2 separate regions of the Rattus norvegicus genome follow, and region 2 is linked to region 1. A link is a contact called in public Hi-C data. All regions are on one chromosome and are shown on one strand. The core of a region is the stretch at or near the end of the contact, and the rest is flanking DNA. Distances in the headings are between cores, read along the strand shown. Region 1 has its middle 81 kb from the start of Fbxl17. Region 2 has its middle 60 kb from the start of Fer.

What was found. A called contact is a pair of places that touch in the nucleus more often than the background predicts.
Region 2: a Hi-C map of the A7r5 cell line shows a contact between it and region 1, with 3 times the contacts expected there. The contact joins two enhancer-like sites. A contact is called at or near these places in 3 of 12 Hi-C or Micro-C datasets (the A7r5 cell line, the Rat2 cell line and prefrontal cortex).

What each region holds. Positions count from the first base shown.
Region 1 is chr9:110,732,732-110,737,533 of GRCr8, forward strand. No RefSeq gene overlaps it. Among named protein-coding and RNA genes, the nearest start is that of Fbxl17, 81 kb to the left of the region's middle. Within about 2 kb of position 2,245, at least 6 of the 93 cell types and tissues checked have an H3K27ac peak or open chromatin away from gene starts, as enhancers often do. A contact at or near this core is called in the A7r5 cell line, where this site is marked.
Region 2 is chr9:110,905,339-110,910,577 of GRCr8, forward strand. No RefSeq gene overlaps it. Among named protein-coding and RNA genes, the nearest start is that of Fer, 60 kb to the right of the region's middle. Within about 2 kb of position 3,298, at least 3 of the 93 cell types and tissues checked have an H3K27ac peak or open chromatin away from gene starts, as enhancers often do. A contact at or near this core is called in the A7r5 cell line, where this site is marked.

The DNA.
Region 1 (4,802 bases), core at 995-3,494:
TAGCATTGGGTGCTGCATCATTCTTTCCCTAGCGGTTCTAGGAGTCTTGGGATGAGTACACTGTGGTTTTACTTTGTTTCTGTAACAGCCAACACAGAGAATGGACTTTCATCACGCTTGATTGCTCGTCTTACCTCATTCTTGGTAAATGTCTCTTCATTTCATTGCACATTTTTAATTGTCTATTTACTCTTTCTTCTTCCTTCTCCTCATCTGTCTCTTCCTCCTCCTTAACTTTTGAGATTTTTAATCCGAATAAAAGTCCTTGTCCCTGTATGAGATCTATACACTTTTCTCCAATTTGTATGTTGTCCTAAAGTCATAGCACAGCCTTTCACAGAGGAAAATTTTCAGGTGTGTCCTAGTTTGTGTTCTGTTGCTGTGATAAAACACTAATCAAAACATCTTGGGGGAGGAAAAGGGTTTATTGGACTTATAGTTACAGTACATCACCAAGGAAAGTCAACAGGGACTCAGGGCAGGAACCTGGAGGCAGGAACTTAAATAGACGCTGTGGAGGATGGAGGACCACAGCTTCCCAGCCTGTTCTCCATGGCTTGCCCATCTTACTTTCTTATACAACCAAGACCAGCAGGCTGCTGCCCTCCCACACCAGCCAATCAACAATCAAGGAAGCATGCCTACAAGCCAATCTGGTTCCTGGGTAACTTTAATTTTCATCAAGTTGACTTAGTCTAACTAGAACACATATTAAGGGAATTAGTTTATGATTATCATATTTCTTGGAAATGTCTTTCCTAGATGTAGTACCTTTGTTTCATAGTTTTTTTCTTTTTAATGTAGCAAATTTGATTATTATTTTAAAATGATGTCTATTTTGTGTTATGCTTTCTCTAAACCATACAAGAACTTGTTTTTCATTTGGCTTTTGCAATTTGCTCTTTGATTTTGTTCAGCTGCCTCAAACATAGGTCTTTACAGAAGATTTTTAATTATTGACATTTAAGTCATCTGTCTTTATGTCACTGCTAATTTGAGATAGTGAAGATGACCTCTAAACTGTACTCTTGACTCTTGTGTCTCTCAACACAATAGCTCACAATGTTGTCTCCAACAGTGGCGTGTACTCCAAATCCTTCTGCCACTCAAAAATCCCACGAAAGGACTGGATGTGTATCTCAGTGGTGCAGCCCTTGCCTAATGTGTGTCAGGCATACTAAATTCAATCCTAGCAGTGCCACATCAAACAACAAATTTTACATAAAAGGGAAGTAAAAAGATAATATGAAAGATTAAAAATTATACATAACTATAGGCAAATAAAAGAGTACATTTTTCTAGAAGTATATTACATATAACTATGAAAATGTATTTGAAGGCTGGTGAGATGGCTTAGCAGTTACGAACACTGGCTGCGGGGTTGGGGATTTAGCTCAGTGGTAGAGCGCTTAGCAAGCACAAGGCCCTGGGTTCAGTCCTCAGCTGAGAGAGAGAGAGAGAGAGAGAGAGAGAGAGAGAGAGAGAGAGAGAGAGAGAGAGAGAGAGAGAGAGAGAGAGAGAGAGAGAGAGAGAGAGAGAGAGAGAGAGAGAGAGAGAGAGAGAAAATAACAAGAACACTGGCTGCTCCTGAGTTCAATTCCCAGCAACCACATGGTGGCTCATGACCATCTATAAAGAGTTCTGATGCCCTCTGCTGGCAGGCAGGTGTACATGCAGACAGAGCTCTCATAAAATTAAAAAATAAAAAGAAAAAAGAAAATATACTTGAGATGATGAAAGAATTGATTTACTTAGAAAAAATGTAATTAATCAGTTGAACTAAGAGAGAGCCTGAATTGGTCAATAACCATGGATGAAATGGAGAAGATTTGCCATGGGAAAGGGGACTGGGACCTGGCATAGTAGTAATGGAAAAAATGACATCCACTTTATACTGTAACGAACAGACAGATCACAAAACAATAAGGTTTATCAAGCCAGCTGCCGGGGTTCCATTTAATACAGCAGGCCTGTCGAAGCACCAAGATGGACGTGGTCAGATGCCTTCTCATTTTTTTAAATTAATGGCTCTATAAATTGTCTTCAGAGAAATGACAATGTATATAGAAATGAACAGATGAGGGTCTGGGCCCCGGTTCTACTTTATTTTATTTTTATTTTTATTTAGTTTTATTTGTTTATCCTGGGCGGCCTGCAGATGGCAGCATTTTCCTATGGAGAAGACGGTGGGTCCTGGTGGCTCTGCTCTGCTTTCTAATAGCACCCAGGAGTCAGGCTGTCAACTTGGGGAGGAGGCGGGAGGCAAGGTGGGAGACATGTTCCAGAATATTCTGAGCTTTTGTACTCTAACGTATCATCCACAAAGAATCTCTGTGAGTCAGCGGCTTGCACAGGCAATTCTCCTATAGCCATAATTGAAACAGTTTTTTTTTTTTTAAAATTTGTTTTACTTATTTACTTTATACTATCCACTGCCCTCCTCCTGGTCACCCCCTCCCACAATCCCCCCTGCGAAATAAGCATTTTATTTTGAGTCAAGTTTGTAACACTCTGGTTAGATAGCTGGTGTGTGTGTGTGTGTGTGTGTGTGTGTGTGTGTGTGTGTGTGTGTTGTCTTAACACACCATTTGCACAGAAACCATTTTCATTTTTCCTATTTTAAACCTGGCAGTGAAGAGTCAGGATTGTGATCATTCAGACGCTAGCACCCAAACCCTTGTTAACTGCTCACTGGTCTCTGTAGGACAGCCGTTCCCACCCTTCCTAATGCTTTGATCCTTTAACACGGTCGTCATGGCGTAGCCATGCCCAACCACAACATTATTTTGTTGCTACTTCATAACTGTAATTTTGCTGCTGTTATGAATCGTAACGTAATTATCTGATATTTGACCCCTGCGGAAGGGTCGCGACCCACAGGCTGAGAACCGCTGCTGCCCCGCGTCCTCAACGCTCTGCCTATCATGGCGTTCTCCGGTTCCCAACATCCTGCTTCTCCTCACACCTGCGGTAAACATGAGATGCCTTAGATGCCTCTCTGGGTCCTAAACCATCTACCCTTCCCACTCCTCTCAGCATAGCATCTCCAGTCACTTTGTTGTAGACACCATGGCGCCACTCTTTCTTGAACACAGTGAGTCTTCTCTGCGACAGGATCTTTGTTTCCCAGCACCTCTGGGGTTGTGTGGCTCACTTAGCCATTCAGGTCCCTTTTCAGCTGTCATTTTTCTGGAAGTTGCTTCCTGATCACTACCCCTTTTCCTCATTGTATCTTTATTACCCCAGTATTAACATAATGAAAATATCTGATGCGTTCTCATGCGCCTTAATCAAGCACAATATAAATTCCATAAAAAATCAAACCAAACCAAACCAAACCAAAAAACTGGTCTTTGGGGGCTGGAGAGATGGCTCAGTGGTTAAGAGCACTGACTGCTCTTCCAGAGGTCCTGAGTTCAATTCCCAGCAACCACATGGTGGCTCATAGCCATCTGTAATGAGATCTGATGTCCTCTTCTGGTGTGTCCCAAGATAGCAACAGAGTCATATACGTTAAATAAATAAATCTTAAAAAAAAAACAAACAACTGGTCTTTGTATTGTTTCCTTCTGACTTCCTTTGTATATAAAAATGCTGAACACATGCCACATTCTAGGTGCTCAATAATGAGTTTGTTGATTGAATGAAAGAACGAAGCCAATTTCAGTCAATGTATACATCAGTTCCATCCCTTTTGATATATCACGTAGCAAATATACTTGGAACGTAGAAGCTCAAACTCTATTGAGATAGTAATATTGTCAGTATTGACATCATTTTCTACATTTATTTTTTATTTCTCCTTTCATTCACTTTTCTTTCTCCTGTCTTTCCTTTTTCCTTCTCTTTTCCTTCCTTCCTTTCTTCCCTCCTTCTTTTTTTTTTAGACAGGGTCTCTCTCCATAGCCCCAGATATCTCAGAATTCACTATGTATATACCAGGCTGGCTTCAAATTCACAGAGACCTGCCTGTATCTGCTGGGATTAATGGCGGTATCACCACAATGGTTACTTACTATTTCCAAAGCATATGTTTGATTTTAAAAACCGCCCCCAAGAAATTCCCCAGGGCCCACCCACAGATGAAGAAGCCATGCCAATGGCTGCTGAGAGGAGAGAAATTGTTCTTAACTAAGGATGAGGTCCCTGATTGGTTATCCAGTCCTAACTTATTCCTAAACGTATGCGCACACACTGGACTCCGTAGTGTGTGTGTGTATATGTGTGACAATAATTAAGACAAGAGGCCATGGGTTAAGAGGAGTATGAATAGGGGTCATGGGGGTAGTTGCAGAAGGATAGAGGAAGTAAAAATTAGGTAAATACAGGACTTGAGCATGAAATCTCCCTCAACCATAAAATAAACTTAATAAAAAGTTCTCCCTAAATTTACTAGTAGTCATATAAATTATAGCAGATAACTTCAGCACTTGTATAATTAAAAGTGGAATCAGCATCAAATTATCCCAAAAGAGATCATTGAAATTAATTCTTAAATGAAAGTAATTTTATTGAGAACTTAGGCAAGTCACTAAAAGAGCTGTCACTGATGTCAAAGGGATATCTGCATTAGTAATCCCGGGTGATACTTCGTCTTCCAAACAGCTCTCAGGCATAGAACCTGCAGGCTGGGCAGCGAAGGGTGGGAGTGATGAAGGGGCAAGCGAGCTGAGGCTGCACCCCAGCTGCATCCCGCATGCGCACGCTGCGTCCCAGCTGTAGTTCCGTTCCTGGTACTGTGGTAGATGGTCCTTGCCTTGCCGGTGGATTGCATCCCGCGTGCACATGTGCAAAGAGAAAGT
Region 2 (5,239 bases), core at 2,048-4,547, 170 kb after region 1:
ACGACAGTGCTTTTCTCTGTGGGTTCGAACACACAGCACTGCAAAGATTAGGCAGAGGGAGAAGTGAAGGCAGAGAAGATTAATCAGGGTTTGGAGCAGAGGAAACACGACAGGGAGCAGGGTGTCTCTAGCTAGCTGTGGCAGCCGTGCCATTGGGAACGCATGCGGGGACAAGAGATCACTTGAGGAGATATGAGTGATGTCTCCTTTTTCTCATAGGTTCTTGTGGTGGTTAGAAAGATGTCCACAAATTCTGCCACACTCCTCCCATCATTTAGCCCCTCTCCTTAAACCTTGGGGACAAACTCAATCGACATAAGAAAACGGATCTCATAGTGTGTCACTTTTGAGGCTGGGACAGAGAAGCGCAGGCAGCCCTTCGGGATGTTAGCTCATGTCACTCCCAGATCCTTAATGTCTGTGTCTAGTGTATGGATGAGACTGCAAAGAAAGGAGCCGAGAGGGATCCTGGCTCAGCTGCTGGGAAACCCCAGTGCAGCCACCAGCTGTATAGGAGTCCCAGAGCCTTCAACAAGACCCAGGCCCAGCTACCCTTTCCCTGCTAAGCACTGGAACCTCGCGTGAAAACTGTGAGTCCTGCCAGCTTCCACATTGCAATGAAAAATGAATAGTTAGCATTGCCTTGAGGCACTTTGGTAAGGTTTGTTGTGTAGGATAAACTCCACAAGGAGGTTTCCCGTACCGGAAACTCTTAACTTCCCGGTTTCCCATGCGGGAAACACCGGGGAGATCACCCACTGGGCAGGGAGGAGGGGGAAGGAGAAGGGATGTTTTTCTTCAGAGTCCCACCCCTTTCTCTCACCTCCTTTCTGACTGTGTGTGGGCTTCTCTTAGAGCCTAGAAGAAGCAGAGGAGCCATGTGTTTCTGTAATGCTCTGTGGTAAAAGCCCTTACAAAGGCCTTGAGCGGGACCAGAGCAGGATTCCTGTTGCTAATCTCAGGGGGCTGGGGTTTATAACCGTCTTCTGAGTGGATTCCTCAAAGGCAGAGGAGGCAGATGGCACACTCCGCAACGCATCATGCAAGTGCGACTAATAATGATGCCAACGCCACCAAGCCAAGGTCTGTGAACGTACAAGCTCCTTTGGATGACTTTTATGTAACGTCAGACACGACTGTGGTTGGAGGGCAGCTCAGTGCTGTTAGAAATAAATCTGTGTGGCAAAGAAAGGAAGCACCAGCAACCGAAGAGTCTGGGCAAGGCAAACTTCACTCTTGACCGAGAGGGTGTGCTCAAAAGAGAACACGCAGAGACAAGAAGTGCTATCAGTTTTTATTCTAATTCAGGTAGTGACGGGTGTCTTTCCCCATTGGCTGGCCTCATAGTCTTAATTTGATTGGCTACTCTGAGAAGAATGAGTATACCGGAAATGGAAGAAGGGGAAAGGGGTCCTTTCTCCAAGGAGAAAGGGGTCCTTGCTCCAGACCATCAGATTCCATAGAGCTTTGTCTATCTGGGGGTGAGGGTGAGGGAATAAAACCTTTCCATAGAACGTCTACAAGGTGGTGGTGGGGCATTTGAATCTCCTGTCCCAAACACAAATTTTTTTTTTTTTTGGTTCTTTTTTTTTTTCGGAGCTGGGGACCGAACCCAGGGCCTTGCGCTTCCTAGGCAAGCGCTCTACCACTGAGCTAAATCCCCAACCCCAAACACAAATTTTATAGTATTTGGTAGAAGACTCATATTTAATATTTCTCAGAGTGGTTAGAATATGTTCCAACCAAGGACAAAGCCTAGTATTCAATCCTTATAACTGTTTAAAAAAAAAAACTGCTGTTGAATTTTCCATCATGTCATGATTTTTAAAAATGTCTAAAATCCTTTCTTACCACAAAAACTTATTACACCAACATACTTAGTCACCCCACACACACACTTGTGAATGACAGATTAGCTGTCCCAGAGGTTTTCAGAATCCTTCTAAGAGACTTTGATATCAATAAGGCAAATGCAGTTCCCATTGATGGGAATTTTAGACGATGTAAAAAGGGAGAAATTTTAAGAACAATGAAGTTATTGGAAAGTAGTTATCTGGGCCTTGGGGAGCCATTAAGTTGTCCTTGTTACTGGAAACATACCCAGTCCTCCAATTCTAAAATCTTGAGACTTTTCAAAGCTCCAAGATAGCCTGGTCTTTAGAGAGCTCCAAGGTGACTTTGTTGGAGTATTTGTTCTCTCTGGTGGCAACATTAAAGGCAGGAGTTCCGTGACTCATGGTGTTCAATCACATATTGATGTTATTATTAACCAAATCGTTTCTGTGTATGCCAGGGACAATATCTCCAGCTGTTCCCATTTTATTTCCAAATAGTCCTTTATTTTAATCAAATAAGATCAGCTGTCTGCATCTAAAGACCTTGACCCTGATTGAGGGAGACATTCTGTCCTAATTGTTTCTTCCTCTTCCTTCCTTGGTCTCTTTCACTAAAACAAACCATTCATCTCTGTCCATGAAATAAACTCAAGGCAACCAACATCTCTTCTCTATACCGTCCCTCTTTCAGCCATGGTTACAGTTGATCCCTCTTCAGCCTTGACTCAATGCCAGGAGAAAGGTAGTTAAAGAACGTGACAGCCAATCAGAACCAACCATGTAAAAGAGACTTGCCCAGAATGTTCAAAAGTGTACACAATATCAGCATCTGGGGTAAAGCAAGCCCTCCTCTGGGCAGTCCACAGCACCGGCATGGAGCTCTGACTAAGAAGTTCTCTTCAAGGGGACGTGTGCTCTGGCAAGCAGACAAGACATAAAAGTACAAAAGGAACAAACAAACAAACCCATCCTCAGAGGGATTGTTCCCTCAAAGAAGAGAGAGAAATAGATCAAACCAGCGCACTTCCAAATGCCCAAATAAAATAGAGCTCTTTAAAAATTCTCATTCTAAGGGAGCAGATGGCTAATGAAGGTCAGGCAGGCAGCTTCCTTAATTTATCATGATGAGTTGTCGTGTGCCTTTATGAGGCAGTGATGAATAGCTACCTTCTTAGTATTTTAGTCACCGCTTTTTCTATACCATGGAAAAGTTTTTTTGGTTTTTTTTTTAACATGAGCCTAATTAATTTTTCTGGTATAACTTAAGAGAGAAAATGAGCCTCCGGTAGGCATGTTTATCACCAAAATGAGATTAATTGCTTTACTCACACCTGGAGGGATCTCTGCGTGTGTGGCGGGTTGTGAACGACTTTGAGTTCCAAGTATCAAACTTGAGGACAAAGTTGAAGCAACGAGCTCAAATGGCCTTGCAGTACCCGCTGCAGAGACTAGAGGGCGCAGTTGCCTTAACTGATCTAAAAGCACTGCAAGCCCAAACTCTAAAACCGATTTTCAAACTCAGATCATCAGTGCAAGCTTGTTTCTCACTAAAAATCGTTCTCAGTCTGCTGTAAGGAACAGGAGAATAGAACTTGAGATTTCTAGAGTCATCGTGGATGGTTTCTGAGGAGGCCTGGGGCCGGTGAGAACACTTAGAATGTCCTGTTTTCCAGAGACTTTCGTTTTTTTCCGATTATCAAGTGTCCGCTCAGTTTTCAAAAGAGCTTTTGCTTGTGTGTTTCTCCTGTTCAAGAAAAACAACTCCAAAACAATACATGTACATCCATAGGGTACTTGACGAGGATGTATATGGTCTTTCAACGTCCTAAGGAAAGTATGTATATGCCTCAATGTTTTCTTTTATTTATTGCAAAGAGATTGGCTAGTCAACGACCTCACTAGCCCTTCATGCTGTTCACACATTTTCTTGTGAGTCCCACAGAGAGATTTCTCTGCTTTGTTTAGTATGATTCTTCTGTCTCTCGGACTCTGCAGAGCACGAAATCCCAAGGCCCAGACCACCCCTCTCCACTCCTTTCTGATCCTGTACATGCCACAATTCCACCCAACACCTAAAAACTCCTGCTAGAGTTCTTCAGTTCTTGACCCCCCAAACAAAGTGCATAGTCCTCAGATTGGCCTTCTTCTTCTGAGTGGCTATCCCACCATCTCTCCTGACTGACAGGTAAGTATCTCTCCATCTTTCTGTATGCCCAAAGACCCCAAGTAAGACATCTGTGGATGAATGAAAGCACTGTCCCCAGCTCTACTAAAGAACAAAGTCCTATGCCAGTCAGTAAAATAGCTGTGGCCTGTAAAGCTAATACGTATCTAAGTCCCTAAGCTAGAGTATTAAGCTTTTTTTTTTTTGAAGCAAATATTTCCGCTTATCCCTAAAATAGTTCAAGCCGCTCTGTGGTCCCCAGTAGTTGGGCCTCTATAATTGTCATTAGTACCCTGCCCCACCCTCCTGTTCCTCCTATGGATTGTTAATTTTAACATAACAGAATAAACTGTAGAGAAAAAAAATTAGACTGCTTACTAATCATCTAGCCTAAAATAGGAAGAGGTGACGTGTTACCCGGATAGGCCTGGCATCATGCCCATAGCCTTGTGACCCATGGAACTGGATTGCACTAAGTAACTTTAACAGCATCAGTCAACAACATATTCACCATTCTTATTGTACAGAATACAAGCCCTTTGAGGTTTGGGCTATTTTCTCTTGCTTCCTCTCTCTCCTTCCCTTCTTCCTTCTTCCTCCTCCTTCTTCTTCTTTTGCTGCTGTTTCTGCTTCAGCTTCTGCTTCTTTTGTTACTCAAAATTGAAAGAGAAAGTTCTGGCTCCTAGATTTATAAATAACAGCAAGCTTTGAGTTCAAGACCAGCTTGTTCTACCTAGAAAGTTCTGAGTCATGCAGTGGTCCATAGTGAAATGCCACTAAAAAAGAGGAGGAAGAGGAAGAGGAAGAGGAGGAGGAGGAGGAGGAGGAGGAGGAGGAGGAGGAGGAGGAGGAGGAGAAGGAGAAGGAGAAGGAGAAGGAGAAGAAGAAGAAGAAGAAGAAGAAGAAGAAGAAGAAGAAGAAGAAGAAGAAGAAGAAGAAGAAGAAAGTCTTACAAAATGGAACTTTCTCTTTTTCCTTATGGACGATATGATGTCTGATGATGTTTGATGTTTGCCCTTTCAGTGGAAGAACAGAACTCACCGAATAATGACTGAACGACAGACTAGGACTAGGAACCACGTGTGTGGGATGTCCTAGTTTGGTTTCTGTGGTAAAGTACTAACTGAAAGCAGCCTGGGGAGGAAAGGATTTACTTGGCTTACAGGTGACAGTTTGTCATCTAGGGAAGCCAAGGCAGGAGCCTGAGGCAGAGACCGTGGAGGCCTGCTGCTTACTGGCT